2 separate regions of the Mus musculus genome follow, and region 2 is linked to region 1. The links are chromatin contacts, called in public HiChIP or PLAC-seq maps. All regions are on one chromosome and are shown on one strand. The core of a region is the stretch at or near the end of the contact, and the rest is flanking DNA. Distances in the headings are between cores, read along the strand shown. Region 1 overlaps Qk (quaking). Region 2 overlaps Pacrg (PARK2 co-regulated).

The links. HiChIP or PLAC-seq counts read pairs in DNA pulled down with a chosen protein or histone mark.
Region 2: a contact with region 1 is called in an H3K4me3 HiChIP or PLAC-seq map of embryonic basal ganglia, with 5 times the contacts expected there. The contact joins two enhancer-like sites. A contact is called at or near these places in 1 of 115 datasets of contacts at active chromatin or transcription factors (embryonic basal ganglia) and 1 of 9 other capture datasets (embryonic tail).

The regions. Positions count from the first base shown.
Region 1 is chr17:10,249,450-10,254,242 of GRCm38.p6, forward strand. All of the region lies in intron 3 of Qk (quaking), which reads right to left. Among named protein-coding and RNA genes, the nearest start is that of Qk, 68 kb to the right of the region's middle. Within about 2 kb of position 2,277, at least 16 of the 459 cell types and tissues checked have an H3K27ac peak or open chromatin away from gene starts, as enhancers often do. A contact at or near this core is called in embryonic basal ganglia, where this site is marked.
Region 2 is chr17:10,742,628-10,747,420 of GRCm38.p6, forward strand. All of the region lies in intron 2 of Pacrg (PARK2 co-regulated), which reads right to left. Among named protein-coding and RNA genes, the nearest start is that of Gm16169, 63 kb to the right of the region's middle. Within about 2 kb of position 2,629, at least 82 of the 459 cell types and tissues checked have an H3K27ac peak or open chromatin away from gene starts, as enhancers often do. A contact at or near this core is called in embryonic basal ganglia, where this site is marked.

The DNA.
Region 1 (4,793 bases), core at 1,027-3,526:
TAGTACCTGAGCTTGGTCTCTAGAATCCACAGTAGAACACAAGATTCAACTCATGAGACTTGTCTTCTAATCTCCACAAATGTGCTATAGCACATGTATGGCCTGGCACACATGTACACACACATAGGCAGATGTGTGCATATGTACATACACAAATAATAATTTTAAAATATAGTATTGAAGGATAATAACTACATATAGTTACTGTACATATAGAACAAATTAATTCAACAGGATATTTTTAAACCCAGAGGCTGGCTCAAGCACAGAATATGAAAGGTCACAATATATTAAATTTCTAAGTGTCATGCATGTGTAAAACTTAGGGGTTACTGAAAATAAATTACTGTGAGATAAACCTGTAACTGAGAACAAAGCAAGTGTTTATTATAGATCTATTTATTATAGAAAGAATAGAGAAGAAAAACACTCTTTTGATGAAAATATTACTTAAGACAGAAATGAAACAACTTCAAAAGCCCAAGCAAAGCCGGGCGTGGCAGCGCACACCTTTGATCCCAGCACTTGGGAGGCAGAGGCAGGTGGATTTCTGAGTTCAAGGCCAGCCTGGTCTACATAGTGAGCTCCAGGACAGCCAGGGCTATACAGAGAAACCCTGTCTCGGGAAAAAAGAAGAGAAGAGGAGAGAGAAGAGAGGAGAGAGGAGAAGAGAGAAAAAGCTCAAGTAAAAACCAGAAAATGGATCAGAAACTCGGTAACTGTTAAAAAAAATCATGAGCCACATTATGTATAAAGGGTCTGATTTTTCTTCATTTGTTCAATGGCATTTCCTACAGCTGGAGATGACCTCAAGCTAAGTCGCAGAGAACTCCAGCACACTCAGGATTTGATTGTTGATCACTCATAAGCGGTTTTCACAAAATAATGCTGACTGAAAAGAACAAAAATCACACAGACTAACATGGTATGTTTTTATTTTATGTTTTGAGACAGGGCCTCTCTACATAGACTAGGCTGGCCTTGAACTCAGAGGTCTACCTGACTCTGGCTCCAGATTGCTGGGATTAAATATGTATGTGTGTCACTGTGTCTGGCCTCGACAAATTAAATCTTAATTTAAAAGGTAAAACTTCATGAGAGTATCTTCTGATACGTATCTGTTAACTCCACTTCAACTAACACTTTACAAAAATAAATGCTTTTTCCTGAAAATGAGAAAAAACATTGGAAAGCAATTAGTTTTTTAAAAACAGTTTATTAATCCTAAATTCTCAAACTTAGAATAAACTTTTTAAAAGGCAAAACAGAATTAAGTGAATTAAGGAAAAGTATAAAGTGATGTGTTGTGTTGTGTTGGGGCAGAGGGTACAGGCGTTTCAGTAGTCCTCTAGCTCAACCCAAATCCTTGAGTCTTGAAGACTTTGGTATCAGGCTGAATGCATCTTTTCCTCAGGGACTAAGAACTAGCTAGTTTGACACTAATTGAAACTTAAATATGTTTTAAACCTGTGTTAGATGTCTAAGTTCAATGAGGAAATATATAAAGAGCTTATATTAGTCTGAAAACCTTGGAAATTAGTGGCTATAAAATTTTCAATGACATTTAAGGATGTAAGAATATACTGTCTCTCAAATTAATAATACAGTGAAAAGGAAAAGCTACAATAACCCAAAGGACTCATGTTATAGTAAATAGATTTTAACCCCAAAAGGCTAACAAAAAAACAAAGCTGTCAGGAAACAACTTGAGGCTGGGGAGTGGGGTTTCTTTCCACCAGAAAACCAAGCATATTCTAGCTGCTTAATACAAGCTTTAGTTTTAGTAGTGAGGTCACTGGTGGAACCACTGCTTTCCATATCAAAAAAAGCAAGCAATTAGCAGTCCTTCTGGCACCATCCGTATCACCAATGCACAGAACAGATACACAGTAATGGCTTTCTAAGCCCAGGCTCTGTCACAGCAGAGCTCCACTGGTGTGTCAGAGTCACACTCACTTCTCCATTACACAAGCAGGCATTTACTGCTCAGCCAGACACCTATAATTAAGCACAAGAGGACTATAATGCTAATATTCAGGCTAGCGTGCAAGTTAGGGGTCCCCTCCCCCCATAAGGATGATTGCCTTTCATTTTAAAGTTTGAAGTAGCTACAGTTCACTTAGTTTTGATTACATAGCAATTAGATATGCAAATACACAGATCCAGAAAAATACATTTTCAGGCTTCAAATTGTGAGCAATCAGGCCCATTCTTTTCTCTTGTACATACAAGCAAACTCATTAACCAACTATTGTCTCAAAGCATCTCTGCTTCAAGCTCTCCCACCCTCTCTGGTAATGTCATAAACATCCCAAATACACGCAGCTGCCATCTCTTTTAGTGACTTCCTAAATGTGTATTCAAGAGCATGGAAAATTACCCAAGAAAAGAGCCTACATACCCTAGCCTCAACACCAATTTACTGAGGTTGGATAACATACGACTTACTACAAGTTTTATGACTTATTGTTTTAGCTCATGTTTATAGTTTGTCTTTGAGGCCAGCAAGAGCTATTTAGTAAGTTCCAGGCTAGTCTGACATACAGAGCACAAACCTGCCTTAAATGATACCAATAAATAATATACTAAAAGAAAAAAAACACATTAAAATTTGGGTCCAGCAAGAAAATTCAGCAGGTAAAGGTGCCTGTCACATAAGATCCAACTTGAACGTGGATCACAGAACACAAATAAAGATGGAACAAAATAACAAACTCCAAAGTTATCCACTGACAGATGACAGACATACACACAGGCAGGCAGGCAACCCCATGGTACAAACATACCGTTCACATAGATACAGAGCCAAAAATAATAAATAAATTAATTAATTAATTAAATGCTATAATATACTACAAAATAATCTAGTCACTTGTCTGAAAACCATTTAAAAATTTGTAAGTTCACATTACATTATCATGTACAGAATCGTGCAGTATGGAGAGAAGATCAAAAAGGAAAATGTATGCATGAGCTGGAAAATTATTATGTTCACTCATATTATCTACAAAATATCTCTACCTTTCTGCTTATCACATGGTAATTAATAATTTCACTTTTATTTTTGAAATGTCAACTCTGCTTAATGTGAACGCCCCTTGAAAGTAGTGCTGGCTTTGCATTGTCTCATTTTTTAAGTTAAAGTAAGTTGTTCCATTAGTGAAAACACGTATGTGTGGATGGTGCGTGCACACTATGCATTTGTACACAAGAAGACAACTTTGGGTATCTTTCCTGATGTATCAGTTGTACCTTGAATTTTCAGCCACGGTCTCTCACCAACCTGGGGTCTGTCAATAGTGCAGAGTGAGTAGTCAGTGAGATCCAAGCATCCTCCTGTTGCCACCTTCCCAGGATTGGGTTTATAAATGTATGCCTCCATGTCCTGGTTATTTCCCTCCTATAAGGGGCATTCTAAGGAGTGAGCTGAGATTCTCCAGCACTTTACTGATTGAGCTATCTGCCTAGCCATCTAAAATTGTAATTTAAGTCTTCCTTCTATACTTACCTGGCACTCCTACTCTTCAGAAAATAAGAAACTGACTAAAATTATACAGTAAAACTGTATGTGTGACAGAGCAAGACAGAGACAGAGAAAGAGACATTACACCCAGGGTTTGATGAATTCTAGGAAAGGCTCTATCAGTGAGCTACCCAGTCCCCACCCTCAGCCAAAACAAAACAACAAACAAAAAAAAAACAAAAAAAACAAAAAAAAAAAAAACCCTTAGGAAAAAAATAAGTATCAATTATACCCACAATTCACTGAAATCAAAAAATAAATGATTACTCTTGGAGAATATAGCCTTTGTAAAGACAACACAAGTAAGTAACAAAATCAAGAGAAACACTGAGTTATCTATTTAGAGATCAATACTCTATTTGGAAATCCAGTAAAAGTTGAAATAATCTCAAAGTGTTCAAATAAAATGAATCTGAAACAAGACTTCATCTCCTACTTCAATATCTACAACAGCCTAACACCTCCATTCCCTTTCTTCAACTGTTATGTACTCTCTATTATTTCAAAGAACTCTTTAAAATTTATATTCAACAATATCAGTCTTCTACTCCCAAGAATAGTCAAACTCCCTAAGCTATCTACAGGCAATACTAAGAACAAACAGTTTATCACAACCCCCATAATATAACACACACACACACACACACACACACACACACACACACACACTCTTTCCTCTCTTTTCCAGCCACACTGATCAATCTATATCACAGACACTTCCATTGTATGGTCACCTGACTGTTTCTGCACTTGCTTTAACTCCAGGGAAACATCCATTCATTCTTAGAGCCTACTGTGGACAACAACCATCACCCTTGACGTGAATCCACAACTCAAATTTACAACAACTAAAATTTAAATGTCCCTTTTCCAGTCTTTGGTGACTTTATTTAAAGAACCTCTACCAAATACCAATCTCCCAAAAGGCAAACTATCTGAGATGCTGTTGTTCACACACTTGTTTACTTTCTGTCTCAAGTTATACCTCGTGACAGCAAAGACTTCTTATTCTTATATGTGCCCCCAAAAAGAAATAAAAAACAGGTCCAGAATTTAAAAGGCTTGTATACACACCAGAGATGAGGTGAACAATGGACATAGAGTTCTTTCAATTTTTAAAATTATTTCAAAATACCAAGTTAAAAAGATTCTAATTACTAAGCATGTATTTTCCAGATCTGCTATACAGATTTCTCTGAAAAAGCCACTCCTGAACAACACAAGATGTTATCAGTGGAAATAGATCCCATTTCTCCTGTACAAAAGGAGC
Region 2 (4,793 bases), core at 1,379-3,878, 490 kb after region 1:
GACTGGGAATTCTGGTTCTGTTTCAACGTTGTGCAGAACGGAACACAGGAAGGCCAGAGGATGACCTCCACAGAACCATCTTTGGGACGGTGAATCTGAGCCCTGTGATCCATTCAGTTAGGAGCTGTAATCAATTTAATTTCTAGATAATTTAATTGTAAAAGATAGTTCTGTTTGGTTCAGATTTAACTGCTCAATAGGGCAAAATTGAAAAGTTCTCAAGTAGTTGGGTGGAATGCATTCTATCAGAAATGAAAGCAAACAAAGACCGAGGCACATTTGAGACCCTTAAATGAAATGCTTTTATCACGCTACCTTTCTTACCGTCACTCTGGCCATTTTTGATTGATTTTAGGCCCTGGGACAAGGCTAGGGACAAGGTGCTGAGATGCATATCTTGCATACTAAAGAGACCTGGCCTCTAGGTTCTCCCAACATCCCTCAGTTCCTACCTAGCATATCCTGCACCCAATTCTGAACTTTCCAGCCTAGAGGCTGGACTGCCTTCCCCCCAGAGGCTCTTCCCTACATAATCCAGACATTTTGCTAATTCTCCCCCTCCCTCCTTCCCTTTCTCCCTTTCTCTTCCTCCCTCCCTCCCTCTCTCCTCTTTTCCATTCTCTCCCCTCATTCTCTCTCTCTCTCTCTCTGCACTTTCTCTCTTCCCCCTCCCCTCGTTCTCCCTCCCCATAGTGACTTCTCTGGACTCAGTCTTTGGGGCCAGTGAAGCTGCCCCAGAGCAGTAGCTTCCATATCCATATCCATATCCATATCCATATCCATATCCATATCCATATCCATATCCATATCCATATCCATCTCTGTCTGTCTATCTATCTATCTATCTATCTATCTATCTATCTATCTATCTATCTATCTATATCTGGCTTGGATTGACTTATTTTGGATTACCACAGAGAAAAAACTTACAATTTCTTAAGATCTATTTTTAGGTTAGGGAACAAAGGAAATTGCAAAATGTCAAATAAAGAAACTGGTCCTGTAGCCACTCCATTAGTATGCAGTACTTTGAAAAAAAAATAGAGAAACCCAAGATGTCTCCAGTTTAAAAGTTTCTGAAAACAAGAATGGCCCTGAAGTGTACATGTTCCTACAGTCTGATTCTGTTCTCATAGGGGCCACCAGTTAATTACTGTCAGGCTCAGGATGTGAAGCCACCAATATCTTCATGCAGAGTATTCTCTACAGAGAAGAAGCAAGGAAGCAGATCTGCAGGAGGGTCCCGTCATGGCCGGTGCTCTCTCTCTAGTGAGGACGCTGGAAACTGGAATTTCTTGCCTTCTCCAAGGCAGCTTTGGAGCCTAGGAAGGTCACTCTTGCCCTGCCTTCGATGGAGCCTCACATGACAGGAAGGAAGGAAAGCAATACAGGAACTCTGAGGAGAACGCTCTCACACGACTTTGTTAAGTTTCCTAGTGCACTGTCTGAACTACACAGATGAGCGTGCTACCTAGTTTATTTCTGAAGGATGCCTGTGTCACAAAGTTCTCGCTAGGCATTTCTTTGTTGCTATTGCGGCCTCAGTCCTGTTCCTCGTGATGGATTAGGAGAAGATAACATTTCTTCAGCCTGTAACATCCTTGGGTATTATAATCCAGGGCCACAGTCTACTGAATATTCTTAGACACATCAGCACAATTATTAAATCGATCTGGATGTTTAAATTAACAGTTGATGTTTTCCAGTAATTTTTCATAAATCATTTGGTTTGCCAGATAATAACAAGAATATGTACACATTTATTTTTAAAGAACCGTCTGTCGAGTTGCATAAAAGGCAAGTTCGATATGATGGCCAGAAAAGACAGGAATGGGGCAGGCGGCATAGTTCCATTCCTCCAACAAAGTGTGGACAATGAGCATATTTTATATTTAGATTTGGTTTATTGAGGGGACCTTAAACTTTTTTTTAAAGTGCACATGAATCGTCTGGAGAAATCAGAGTCTAAAGTGATTAATTAGAACTTATTTTGTCCTGAACAGATTTACTAAGCATTTTTCAAATAGCCACAATGTTTGTAATTACCAGAATCACACCTCCATTGGCCAGCCTTACTTACTTCATGCATGAACAACAATCTGATTGAGCACTCTTGTTAGGGTTTCATTCTGCGCTGTAATTAGCCATAATCATAGCCTTCCTGGGTGCATGAGAATGTGCAAGCAACTATTCACAGACTCAGCCCATTTGAATATGAATCTTCTCAGTGAGGAGCAATAAAGCAGGAGAAACAAAACAGTTTCTCTAGGGAATCCAGTGAAGCCTCTCTCCTCTGATTCTGCCCCCTTCAAAATGTTCTCCCTCCAGGCTCTGGATTCTATTTGCTAAAACAAGGGTGGCTTAATGAAGACAATGGCCTATTATTCCTTAAGTGACACAGGAGGGCCCAAGTATTACAGGCTTAGTTCTTTCAGTCTTTGCTAAGGACACAAGGAACAAAAGAACAAGCAATTGTGTGTGGAGAAGAGAATTCGGTTCAGGCTCCACTTGGGGACCACTCAGAATGAGATGGGGCCATGCTATTCTTACGCTCTGAGGAGGCTGGTGCATGCTGGCTTTCTTCTCTTTCTTCCCCTCTTCACCCCCCTGCAAATGACTCAGGCATTACAGAAAAAGGCTCCAAGCAGCAGGGATAGAAAGCAAAGGCTTAGTGGAGGAGGGGTGACATTTCTGATCCCATCCCAAGCACATTCAAAGTGAGCCACCTACTGGCAAGCTCCTCTCTTCCTGTTCTCCTCACGCTCTAATCCCCTCAACTCTTAAGGGAAGACCTAGGGAAACAGGCTGAGATCAGCCACAAGGATTTTCAGCCAAAAATGGAGACATAAAATAGGAATGCCTTCATGGCAGTATGGAGTCTTTGAGAGAAAACGGTTTGGACCAGTAGAAGTATGCCAAAATGTCAGACATGAAGGGTTGCTTAAAATGCTGTGTGCTCCGCACAGAAAATTAAAGATGACTCTAGTTTACTAAAATATATTGATTTCGAGATTCATGAAGTTAAGTCAACTAATCGTTTAAACCAGTTAAACCACATCAGAATGGTCTTGCCCTTGACTAACTTTCAGTTCTTCAATGCATTTGTTTCCTGTTTTGTTGCTTGTTGTTTTTTTGTTTCAGAGACATTATACACCGCTAATAAAATATCTGTTTGAATTCTTTGTGGGCATTTTTACCACGGGAAGGCTCAAGGGCTGTAATGTGACCCTAATCATTTTCTGACCACCTTACAAGTTTAGGATCTGCATCATCCTGACAAAGTGAGCCCTCTAAGACTACCTGAAGGAATCAACTACTGGAATTTCAACTGTGGTCTCCTGTTCGTAGGTACGCGAATGTGTGTGTGTGAGAGTGCATGCGTGCATGCATGCATGTATAATCACATTTGAAGGTCTGAGTAAAACTGTGACCATTCCTGGTACAGTATGGTATACATTTTGGGGTCACTAGAAGTGACAACCAAAGGCATGTCATTGAAGAGATCTGACATGCTGAATCATGTCTCCTACCAGGTGTACATTATGAACCTGGTAAGTCCAACAGAGCCAGGGTCACACTCTCCTAAGAAGGGACTCAGTATGCTGATGTGCTGAGGTCACCTTGTTAACCTGGAAGTTGTAGACATTTTCACAAATCTCTCACCATAAGATGCATTTTCACGAACATGAGGACTTCTTCGGAATATCCCCTGATGGTCTCTCTAGTGGGGTTCTTACCCTATTTGTAGGCTATTTTCTTGTTTAAAGCTACTATATTGTTTTCATAGAATAATATGTGATTTCAAACAGACTTATCATACTTAAATCACTCTGAAAAGCACAAGAATGCCCATGACATTAGTTTAAACTGAAGGCTGACAGAGGCCACCATTCCTAATATTTTTTCTTAAAATTTTTTTTTTATTTCATGTACATTGGTGTTTTGCCTGTCTATATGTTTGTATGTATGCATGCATGATGCCTGATATAAGGGTGTCTGATCCCCAGGAACTGAAGTTATAGACAGTTGTGAGGTGCCATGTGGGTGCTGGGAATAGAACCTGGGTCCTCTGGAAGGACAGCCAGGGCTCTTAACCCCCGAGTCATCTCTGCAGCCACTATTCCTAATAATTTCAAAACTAAAAATTACAGTACAGCTATCACTTGTCATCTGGCTCTGTGGCTAGTTGGGGTGCTTTAATAGACCTTGGTTCGCCCAAGCCTTATTCCAGCCACAGTAGGTGTGGTCACAATGATGCTATTATTCCCAAAGACATGGACAGTGCAAACCACAAAGATCCTGGAGAAAATTAAAACACTGAAAGATTCAACAACTCTTGGGGACACAGAGCTAATTGGCAGCATGTTTGTAATTAAATGGATGGATTGTGGTCAATTCTTACAAGACCATGTGAGGAGATATTAGCTCCTGGGGGTGGGTCTGCTCTGCTGGCTGTCCAAACATGAGAACTGTAATTATTTTTTGAGACTATGTAGGTGGAAGAGTCTGTTACTAACATAATAGATTATCAGTCACTCCTGGATTTTTCACAAGAAGAAATGAGCTTTTACATAATTCACTTCTGTATATACTAAATAAATCCTCGACATGTGCAAGATACTGTGCACAGTTAAAGCAAAGAAAAAGGAACAAAACAAAAACTTAATTGTTTTGAGGTTGGAAATAAAATGGTCCCTTACTTCAAAGAATCAGCAAAAACCATGTAACACAAATGTAAAAACATATACAGTTTAAGGCAGAAACAATCCTGCCAAGATTACCATAAATACAAG